Linked DNA regions of Mus musculus: all the other regions are linked to region 1. The links are chromatin contacts, called in public promoter capture Hi-C maps. All regions are on one chromosome and are shown on one strand. Each heading gives the region's core, a stretch centred on a gene start, on an enhancer-like site or on the middle of the called end of the contact. The rest is flanking DNA. Distances are from core to core; before and after follow the strand shown.

Region 1 (3,438 bases), core at 344-2,843:
ACCTGGTGATGTCCTCTGCCCGTTGCTGCTCCGGCGGCGTGGCGCTCTGGGAGTGGTCTTCAGAAGTGCCGGGGGTGGCTGCCGAGAGGGTGCTGGGCGCAGCGCCGGCCGGGGGCGCTGACCTCACTTTGGTGTTGGGGAGTCGGTGGTCCTTCTTCCATTTCATACGACGGTTTTGGAACCAGATTTTGATCTGCCTCTCAGAGAGGCACAGCGAGTGGGCGATCTCGATCCTTCTCCTTCGGGTCAGGTAGCGGTTGTAATGAAACTCTTTCTCTAATTCCAGGACCTGCTGCCGGGTGTAGGCTGTCCTCGAGCGCTTGGGCTCCCCTCCGTTATAATTGGGGTTCACTGGGGAAGGGGGAGGGGAAGCAAATAGTGGGGTTCAGAGGCAGCAGGCTCCCTGCCCCCACCCTCACCCCATCCTCAGCTTTGAGGAACAGGAGGGAGTGGTGGAAATAAAGTCATCAAGCTAAATGGGTTATAAAGAAGTTGAAGGAAGCTAGAGACTTTGTAGTGTAATAAGAGGGGAATCCTCATTGTAACGACACTGAATTATTTATGCGCCCTTAGAAAGCAAGCATAGTTTTCACACATACATAACAGATCGTAGCACATGGCTCGGACTGCCCAGAGTAGCTAAGCCATAAAATTTATGGGGGATGTAATTACCCATTCTCGCTCGTAAATCCAGTTCAATTGTGCTAACCCAGAGTCGCTCCTGGAGAGAGAGGGGGAAGGAGAGAAAGGAGGACGGGGCCAGAGGGGGCCAGGGAGGGTGGGGAGCGCCGGGAAAGGGAGGGGGGCAAAAAGCAAAGTTGCCTACCCGTGCTAACGTGAATTTTTTTCATCCAAGGGTAGACTATGGGTTGCTTGCTGGCGGCGCTGGAGGGATGGTCAGGGGCTGGCTGGCTGCAGGCTGGCGGGGCTGGGGACGGGGAGGCAGAGGTGCCTGAGAGAGGCGCCGGCTCGCAGAGCGGCTGCGATTTCTCAGGGTGGTGGTGGCCCGCCTGGGCCGGCCCGTGGGCTCGCGAATTGCCAGGCCCCTGGAGACTGGTGCAGCTATACTGACGCTCAGGGTAGCTAGGGCGCGGAGGCGGTGGTGGGTACAGCTCCTGGTGGTGATGCTGGAATCCCGATTCCCTGGTCCGGCCGTAATATTCCGGACTGTGTTCAGGGATGTAGCTATTTTGCGAATATTCTTCGCATGGAGGAAATTTCGGATCGATGTAGTTAGAGTCCATCAAATACGAGCTCATGATCATTAATTTCTGGAGTGGAAAATAATTTTTCTCGCTTTGTCGTTTTTCTGCTCCATAAAGCCCTCCTACTAGCTAGCGACCCTGTAAAGTTACTTTCACCATGTGACTCCGCCGGCCAATCACACCGAGCAACCCAGTCCCCGGATAAGGAACCGAATCGCTTTATTCAAAATGTATCCAATTTTTTGTGTATGTGGTGGTGGTGCTGCTGCTGCTGGGGGTGGGGGTGGGGGATGGCTGGCAGAAGCTGGGGTGCTCACCATTGCACACCCCACCAGACTGACAATCCTTCCTTGCTAAAGATGGGTGGCTCCCAGCTCGACTCCAATGTTTGGGCACTGGGGGCTGTCGGGAGGCTGTGATCTAGCCCCCGCCCAGAGTCTCCTCTCCGGCCTCCAGTGGGCCCCGTGGGCCTCAGCTCCAGTGCCTTTCCAGTGGTCTCCATTATGGCAATCGTGTTGCAGTCTGTGTAGGTCACAGGGCAGCGCCCCTCTTTCGCAGGAAGAGGAAGTTCAATGAGGGCTTCAGTGCAGGTTGGATGGGGAGGGGCCGAGGTTGAGCTTAGAAGGCTGGAGAGCCTGAACTGCCCTACCCCATTCACGGATCCTCAAGTCCATTTCCCCTATCCCATACACACTCACCCAACCCTCTTGGCCAAGGGGCCTTGGAGACAGGGTCCCAGCAGTACTAGGCAGGTTGAGGCAGCGGGATACAAATGATCCTGATGTCATTTCTGGAAGTCTAGGGCTTGAGCCCCCTCTGAAGAAAGACAGGAAGTGGTTGGCAAAAGCAGATTTCAGAAATCTTGACACCCCTGCTACCCACTGTCCTTCCCGGCCCAGGCCCCAGAGCCCAGAGCCCAGAGCAGAGATCTACTACTGATGACTCTTGTGTGACTCCTGCTCCCTGGCCTTCTGACTTCTCACAGCACCTGCCAGAATGGTGAAAGAGAGAGAGAGAGAGAGAGAGAGAGAGAGAGAGAGAGAGAGAGAGAGAGAAAGGAGAAGGAGAAAGAAGGAGGAGAAAGAAGGAGGAGGAGGAAGGAGGAGGAGGAGGAAGGAGGAGGAGGAGGAAGGAGAAGGAAGAAGAAGAAGAAGAAGAAGAAGAAGAAGAAGAAGAAGAAGAAGAAGAAGAAGAAGAAGAAGAAGAAGAAGAAGAAAAGATGAGACATTTGCCAGGAGTCAGTGCCCTGACCCAAGGCCCTGAGAGTTTTTCCTCCATGTCTTACCCTCAAGGGAAGCCTGTGTGGGCAGAGCCTGCTTGCTTCCAATCTGAGACTATATCCGTGTAACACGTGTGTTTACATGTAAACACATATTCCCAAGGGCCAGCTCCAGGCTGCCTTCCAAAAAGAAGAGGTGAGGTAACTACTCTTTGGAGGCAGGGCAGGGGTCTCTGGCCTATTCTTGCCCTGCTCCCTCCCTCTGTCACCCACACACACAGAATATCCTCACGGGAGGTGGCAGAGTCAGGGAAGAGAGATGGGGCAAGGAAGGACTATTTTTCCAGCCACTGGTTCCTTAGCTAAGGGTGGCCTCCTCGTCATCGGACTCCAATTAAGTGATCTTCTATAACTCAGAGTTGGGGGGGGGGGCAGCAGAGGGGAAAGCCCAGGGTGGGAGCCAGGTCTCCTTGTTGTACTTGATAACAATTATAGTTTAAAATCATAGCTTGCCGGGGCTCGGCTATATTTTACTTGATAACAATAAAAGTGACACATAAAGTTAACTGTTTATGTTTTATTTATTAGACTAAATCTGCCAGCGGTGGTAGGAGCGCTTGCCTCCTCGCTACAGCTTTTATAGGGCTGTAAAACGTCATAAATCAGTCTCGCGGAATCGCCCGCACTCTTTGTGTCGGCGGCACAGGGCTGGCGGCCGCTGGCTGCCTGCTCCCTCCTTTCCACGAAAAGTCGTAATGTGATTTTTTTCCCTCTGATTTTATTATTATGATCGCCGCCGTGATTAGTCAATCTACCTTTAATTCGCCGCCCTATGCTGCCTCCTCCCAGCACAGCCTGGTTGACACTTGAATAAGTACCTTTTAAAACAGCATAACAACTATTTGAGGGTTTAATTAGAACATCTGCAATTAAGGGAATGAGGAGGGGGAAGAGGGAGAGAAAAAAAAAAAAGCTCCGTGAGGGAGATACTGAAAAGAGAAGATTCCCAACATT
Region 2 (3,438 bases), core at 373-2,872, 310 kb after region 1:
ACACGTAAAATGGGGATGATAATAGGGCATACGTTATGGCTGTTTAAAAACGCTGTAAGCATCCCAAACATGGAAGTTGTTATTACCTTAGCTCTATTTGAGACTGAGATTTTTACAAGCTTTCATTCTGAATGCAGACAAAATAAACATTTGAGACTTGAGTCTTTGGACAGGCTTCACTCGTAGCTAACCCAGGACCTTGAACTATCTCCCCATCCAGCAGCTTGTGCCCTAACTCATAAATCCTGACTAATGACACAGACATGTCATCTTAATGTTTGTGCAGCCCAGTGACTTAATGCTTGGAGATCTTCAAATGAAAGGCACCCAAGGACAGCATCAAATACCCTATTCAATCTTAAAAGGAAAAAAAAAAAAAAAACTACCAAAAAAAAAAAAAAAGTAAAAGAAGAGGCGCCGCCAGAACCTACTGCCACAGATAATTAGAATGGACCCAACCAGGAGAGGACAGCTGTCTTTCCGGCATAACTATTTATTTGTGAGACAGGGTCTCCTGTGTAGCCTGAGTCAGAATCGAAATCTCCAGGATCTCCCTGCCTCTGCCTCTTCAATTGCTAGGGTTATAGGTGTGTAGCATTACATCTCACTTAATCCTTTAATATTGAGAAAGGGGGGGGGGGTTGAACTCTTCCAGGGTTGGAGGCCACCCACAACGATGAGGACGGTTCAAGTCCTTAAGTGACTGCGGTGTGGGAACAGTGTGACTCTTTCGCCTATCAAAACAAAACAAAACAAACAAACAAACAAAAAACAACCCTATAGCAACAATTGTATTGTTGCTCTAATTAATTTAAGCCAGTTAAAAGGCTTGGGCAAACAAGCCTCTCTAAGTAGCTTGTTGTGAGCTGTGGCAGTCCTGCCAAGCTCTCTCTTCAACCGCATGCTTTTCATTCCACAGCCTAGCCACCATTTCAAGCTATGTCCCCTAATCCTAGCCCCAGAAGCCACTCCAGGGGGAGCACGTGCAGGTGTGGTATGTGTGTGTGTGTGTGTGTGTGTGTGTGTGTGTGTGTGTGTGTGTTATCGGACCCCTTGGCATGGAAATCTTCTCAAGCTGGAACCAAACAGTAAGCTTTGAGACTTTTACAAGCTCTGTCAACCCTGAAGTCAGAACAAGCTAAAAATAAATAACCACTACCACCCCTGTGAGTTTCCCCACCCACAACATGGTGGCTGTAGCTCGTAGCTTGGGAGAGGCCTGGCAGAGTTCTACAGTTTCATAGCCCTGACCCTAGAGGATTCCTTAGACAAGTTTTTTCTTTTGTAAGTAGATATAACACTACAGCCTATCTTGTAAAAGCGAACAAGAAGGCTGTGCTGGAAGCGTTCCGCCCCACCGAAAAGAGCTGTGCAGAACGCGTTAAAGCCGTCAACTCTCCCACTAAGCATGCTACGAACCAGCAGCCTCCACTAGATCAGCCTGCCCTTTCTTAAGGAATCATGGGCCGTGAAGTCCTTTGGAAGACACACCCTCCTGAACTGCCTCGGGAGTAAGAACTACATCTCCCGGGATGCCACGCTGAGTCCATCACCGCCCCGCCCTCTTCCCCGCCCCTCGCGCGCAGCCTCCTGGGACATGTAGTTCCACAGGTAGAAAAGTAGACAGTGTCGAGTCATAGAAGAACCACAAGCCCCAGAAGCTCTCGCGTCACTCTTCCCCTCCCCTCCTATAGTCGGAGTGCTGTTTTTGTTGTTGGTGAAAGGTGAGGGGAACAGCTGATCCGTCCGTGGGGTAAGAAACTTGGCCTAACTGAGGGTGGGCTTACGCGGGGGTGGTCAGCCCGCTTCTCAGCCTGCGAAAGGCTAATCCGAGAGAACTGTAGAAGAGGACGGTAGGAGCGTTTAGGTTTTAATACTTTACGCACTAAGGAAGCCTCCCCCACGTTTCGGTTTTGTTGGTTTCAAGGGGGGCCTTGAGGAGTAGCCCGCATTGTCCTCACTTTCTTGCGGGGCCTCCTCAGTAAAGCTCGATCCGATTATGGAAGCTTGAAGGGACTGAAATATTTGCTTAATCTTTTCCAGGCAAGTCTTTGCCCTCACAGACCTTCTCTCTCTTACCCAAATCCAAAGATCCAAAGGCCTTTACTACGCTGAATCCCTGAGGGGAAAACTTCCAACTTGTGGAACGCCAAAACGCTGAGAGCCCTACAGTGGAGAGGGGACACACACACACACGCACACACAGAGAGGGAGAGAGAGAGAGAATGCATTTGAACATCAGCATCTGACCACATACACTTTCAGTTCTGAAGAATATCTGCAGCTGTTACAGATTGTCTTTGTGGGAAAGGAGGGGTTTGGGGTTCTCAACGGGTAGAACTTTAGAGACAGATCTCACTCTAACCTAAGAAGACTTATATTGAAGAAAACACGGAGTAGCTGTAATGAGAGATTTTTCATAGATGAAAAAAAAAAAGCCGACAAAGAAACTGTTTCCTATTGCATTGCTGGCCCACCTTTCCTTCTCCATGGAGTGTTTAATTTCTTTTAAAGTTCCTCCCCCACTGTCTCAGCCTGGTGTGGGTTTGTGATGTTTGGGGGTGTGCATATGACTAGTGGTGATGTCTGATTGGACACATCAGCTGCACCTGACACAGGAAGCAGATGTGTGGGCTAGAGAAAAGGGCTGCCTCCCCGCTCTGGACTGAGGTGTATTTTTTTTTTAAGTTAATATACAGTGAGTTTCATTTCAAACATGTACACCATCCATACTTTGTTCTTATTCATCTCTGAGTACTACTCTGTTTTAACTTTTTTTTTTTTACTTCTGTGTGTGTGTGTCTGTCTGTCTGTGTCTGTGTGAAGATAGGTGTACAGAAGTCTGAGCACAGCTTGGGGATATCAGTTCTCTTCTCCCAACCTTGAGTTGGTGGCAAGCACCTCTACCCACCCAACTATTCTACCCCCTGAACTCTTGATTGTTGTTGTTGCTATTATTATTATTATTATCTATTTTCCAATTAGTTCTCCCTAGCTAACTCCATTTTATCTGCTTATCTCCTGCCATTAACCCAAACATATGTCAAGATTTGGACTCTTAGAATTGAGGCTAAGAGGAGCCAACAAGAAAATGGGTATAGGGTACTGGAGCTGGGCTAACACCCAAACAAATCATTAGCTTTCTAGCTCTGCTCCCGTCAAGATGGGGGTGGGGGGGGGGAGAATGTTTCTCGTTGATCTCTGCCTTTTCTCAACGCCGAATGTATATTTCCCCTTCTCAGGGCCCCTGACTTACCCTATTTCTAACCTGTTTCCCTGCCTAAGGGCGGGGCTTTCCTGGCTCCAGGCCCCCACATTCCATCTCTGCACACCACCACCTTCCTACTGAATATTTCACTCCACCCTTGAACTGCCACCTCCAGAAGTTTTGATTTCCTGGAATAGAAGTTGAAGGACAGAACCTGTCTTTCCTATTAT
Region 3 (3,438 bases), core at 355-2,854, 290 kb after region 1:
GGCAGGGAGACAGCTAGTCAAAGAGAAATATCTCCAGTTCAAAGCTGCATGGAAGGCTTGAGGTTCTGAGATTCTAGGAAATAGGTCCCTATCGGGGAGTAAAAATCTTAGCAACCCACTGCAGCCTCCAAGAGTGCGTAGCCCCACTACTTCAGGCTAGGCATACTAGATTGGGTCCTGTCCTGTGGTATCTGGGGTTTTTGTTTTGTTTTGTTTTGTTTTATTATTGTTGTTTGGTTTGGTTTTTTGTTTTGTTTTGTTTTGTTTTGAGACAGGGTCTTACTATGTAGCTTTGGCTAGCCTGTGTGTAACTCCCTGCCCTAGAAACCATAGAGTGTTGCGTGCCTCTGCCTCCGGAGTCCTGGGATTAAAAGTATGTGCCACAGTACCTCTCGTTGGCCTCTGGGTTTTAATTTGCTCAGTCCTGTGTACTGATCTGCGTTGTGTCCTTTGTTCTGTGAGTCCGTCCAATCGGAGCTTTGGTGCAGGTGTTCAGTTGCTCATGTGAAATTCCCTTGAGGCCTATTACATCTGAGTTTACCAGTCCTTTGCTCAGAATTTTAGGTTACAGAGACAGGAGCAGACTGAGGAGGAACACGGAGACTAAAGAGGGCTAATATTGATTGAGTGAATACTAGGTGCCAAGGTCGCTACCTTCATCATCCCCCGCGCTATTTCTCACAACTGTCTCACAAAGCACTAAAATTACTTCCCACCCTTCACAGGGTATCAAGGCCAGGTAAGAGGCCACACGTGAGGGACAAGGCAAGACCTAAGGTCATCAATAGCCAGCCTGAGGAATCTTGGCTAAGACTTACGCGCCTGCAAAATATGCTTGCAGTTTAGCTAAAAGGTGGGGAAGAGAAAGAAAGCTAAACCACTCGGTCGGTTCTTAAGTCCAGAACAGCCTTGTTAATGGCTAAGGACAAAGCCGCACCTAAACCTTCGGGTCTAAGTGCCTTGGGAGGAACCCTGGCAGGAGACGAGGGCGGGAGGGAGGCTGGCAGGCTGCTACATCAGCGGGCAGAGAAATGGCGAATACCCGGAGCGAGACCGAGGCATCAGGCCACAGGGCCCACTAAGGGCGGATGACTGCGTCCAACAGTCCTCGTCGATGTATGAAAAGGGACCCGCGGGGAAGAGAGATCCTGTAGAGAAGATGGGGAGACTGCGGCAGACAGGGTGTGGGTTCGAGGCAAGGGGAGGGCGAGAGCAGAACCCCTCCTCTGAGCTGTGGGACGAGGCCCGCGCGCAGAGGAGGGCAGACCCTAAAGAGCAGGCGGGTGCGGGCGGAGACCTTCAGCTCAAGGACACCGAGCCAGGCGGGGTGGAGTGAGCAGCGGCCCTGAGAAGCCGACAAGCGCCCAGCGCTCAGCTCCAGGGCAGAGTGTCTCGGCCGCCCCCGCGCGCCCTCCCAGCCCGGGCCGCGCGCGCCCGGCGCTGGCATGAAATTGGCTGCAGCCGTAATGAGTCCGCGCGGCGCGGAGGAGGCTGAGGGCCCGCCAGGGAGCCCTGTGCGCCTCGTTTAGCTTGTTTATTGTTCAGGCCTAATTAAAACGTTCCACCGCTCTGCGTTTACATCCGCCCCCCGCTAATGAATTCGCGGCCGCCGGGCGATTTCGGAAACTGCCGCGGGCCGGAAGGGGGTGGGTAGGAGGCGGCCGAGCTGGGGAGGGAGCGAGGGTGAGGACGCCCCCGCACGCATCTCTTCCACCACCCCAGGAGGCTGCAGACGTCCCGCGATTGGCTCCGAAGTCGATGTCTGCTTCCCCAGCCGCAGCGCCCCAAACTGGGACAGGCATTTGGAGGCGATGGAGATCTGGTCATAGCCAGGGGAAGGAAAGCCAGGAGCCAGAGTAGGACCGGTGCGCCCAAGGCCCTGATGCTAGTGAAGGCCTACGCGCATGAGCGCACCTGCCCCGGGAAGCGCGTCCACGCAGCATCTGTGCGCGCTATTGTCATGTCGGTCTCCCTCTGGCTATTTCTCCCCAGCAGTGATAGTCTGAGCCGGGCTTGCAATACTTCTGGTCTTCCTAGCTGTAACTGTTTGCCAGTTTTGCTGTCTGCCTCCTTGTCACGACCTCAGAGAGGGCAGATGGAGCCAGTGGAGAGAGAGAGAAAGAAGGCTCCATTCCAGCCCCGCTGCTCCTGCAGACACCAGCACGCACACTCAGGCACACATCGCCTGTGAATTCACTTCTCACGATGCCTTCCGCCGCATGTAGCCAAATGAAATACTCAGAAAGCAATGGAAATATTACTCACACACGACCACGTGGAAATACACAAATGAACAAACACGCTCAGACATAGCTGAATGCCAGTCGCACACAGATGGAAAGACAGGAGCCTGGGGCATAAAGCCACATGGCACAAAGCTACTTGGATATGTATGCCCCTACACACACACACACACACACACACACACAACTGCACACCTATCCAGAAAATTGTGCACAAGTGCCATCTAACACATGTCAGTGTGCCTTCCAGAAGGCCCCAGTTCCTCTTAGAAATGGGATCACCCAGCCTGCCTCTTGAACCTGCCTCCATTCTATCTATTCCAGTTCTTTGTACCCAGCCAAAAAGAAAAAAAGCTGTTCGCTGCGCTCACAATTTGTCCACCCTCCTCAGAATGGCCATAGAGAAGTACTTGTCATTCTGTTTCATGCACTATTGGGTTTCTTCTTCCACACCCCACTCCTAACTCTGCTCTTCCAGACAGCTTTCTCACATGAACTCGCTAGCTCTCCTTATACATTTACCCTAGTCATTTACCATTTTCAGTCTGATATATCTAGGGGATCACCAAGTTACTTGCACTTGAGTGTGCTCTACACCAACATGGACGGGGTTATGAGCCACCCTTGGTGGGGATGGATAATCAGGACAGGGCAGTTCTTGACTATCTGATGCCACACTGGGGTGTGAGCGCTCTATGTTTAACAGGCAGAAGACTGGAATCTCCAGCGGCAGCTGCAAGGTCTCCTGTCACATCCGACAAGGTTCTTCAAAATGGCTTTTCAGAGCTATGTGGAAGGAGGGGGCACATGCACACACATACACACACATGGTGTCTTTCCACATTCACCTTGTACTTAACTGGAAATATTATTCCCTGGCTGGGCCTTCACCTTATTCTCCAGCCGTGGTTCCTAACAACACTTGACTGTTTTCAGAATTTAGATCCACCCCTAAAGGATACAAATTTGCCTCTGGTGAGAGACTGCTCAGAGCTACACTGCAGGCTTTAAGGCGATCCCCAAAGAGGAATTGCCAGGAATGACCCAGCGACCGCAGCAGTGTAAGTGCTACTTAGAATGAGATGGCACGGCCCGGAATAGATGGGCTCTCTGAACAAAAAAGAAAAGCAAGGTCACCCTAAAATAATAGTAAATAAATAAATCTTTACCTCCCCAACACACTGCTGGTTGATTC

What was found. Promoter capture Hi-C pulls out the DNA fragments that hold promoters and counts their contacts. Capture Hi-C pulls out chosen DNA fragments and counts their contacts.
Region 2: a contact with region 1 is called in a promoter capture Hi-C map of pancreatic islet. The contact joins the promoter of Calcoco1 here to the promoter of Hoxc4 in region 1. A contact is called at or near these places in 2 of 39 promoter capture datasets (cranial neural crest and embryonic stem cells), 1 of 115 datasets of contacts at active chromatin or transcription factors (embryonic midbrain) and 2 of 9 other capture datasets (embryonic stem cells and pancreatic islet).
Region 3: a promoter capture Hi-C map of embryonic stem cells shows a contact between it and region 1, with 21 read pairs. The contact joins the promoter of Cistr here to the promoter of Hoxc4 in region 1. A contact is called at or near these places in 1 of 39 promoter capture datasets (embryonic stem cells), 1 of 484 Hi-C or Micro-C datasets (embryonic stem cells), 6 of 115 datasets of contacts at active chromatin or transcription factors (craniofacial prominence, embryonic forebrain, embryonic hindbrain and 2 more) and 1 of 9 other capture datasets (adipose tissue).

What each region holds. Positions count from the first base shown.
Region 1 is chr15:103,032,550-103,035,987 of GRCm38.p6, reverse strand. It overlaps Hoxc4 (homeobox C4), which reads right to left and starts at 1,593. Exons shown (of 2, transcript NM_013553.2): 1 at 827-1,593; 2 at 1-351. The coding sequence starts at 1,265. All of the region lies in intron 2 of Gm30528 (a long non-coding RNA gene), which reads left to right.
Region 2 is chr15:102,720,362-102,723,799 of GRCm38.p6, reverse strand. Calcoco1 (calcium binding and coiled coil domain 1) reads left to right here and starts at 1,622. Exons shown (of 15, transcript NM_026192.3): 1 at 1,622-1,753.
Region 3 is chr15:102,745,075-102,748,512 of GRCm38.p6, reverse strand. Cistr (chondrogenesis associated transcript) reads left to right here and starts at 1,604. Exons shown (of 1, transcript NR_104334.1): 1 at 1,604-2,072. It also overlaps a transcript of Gm36560 not described here.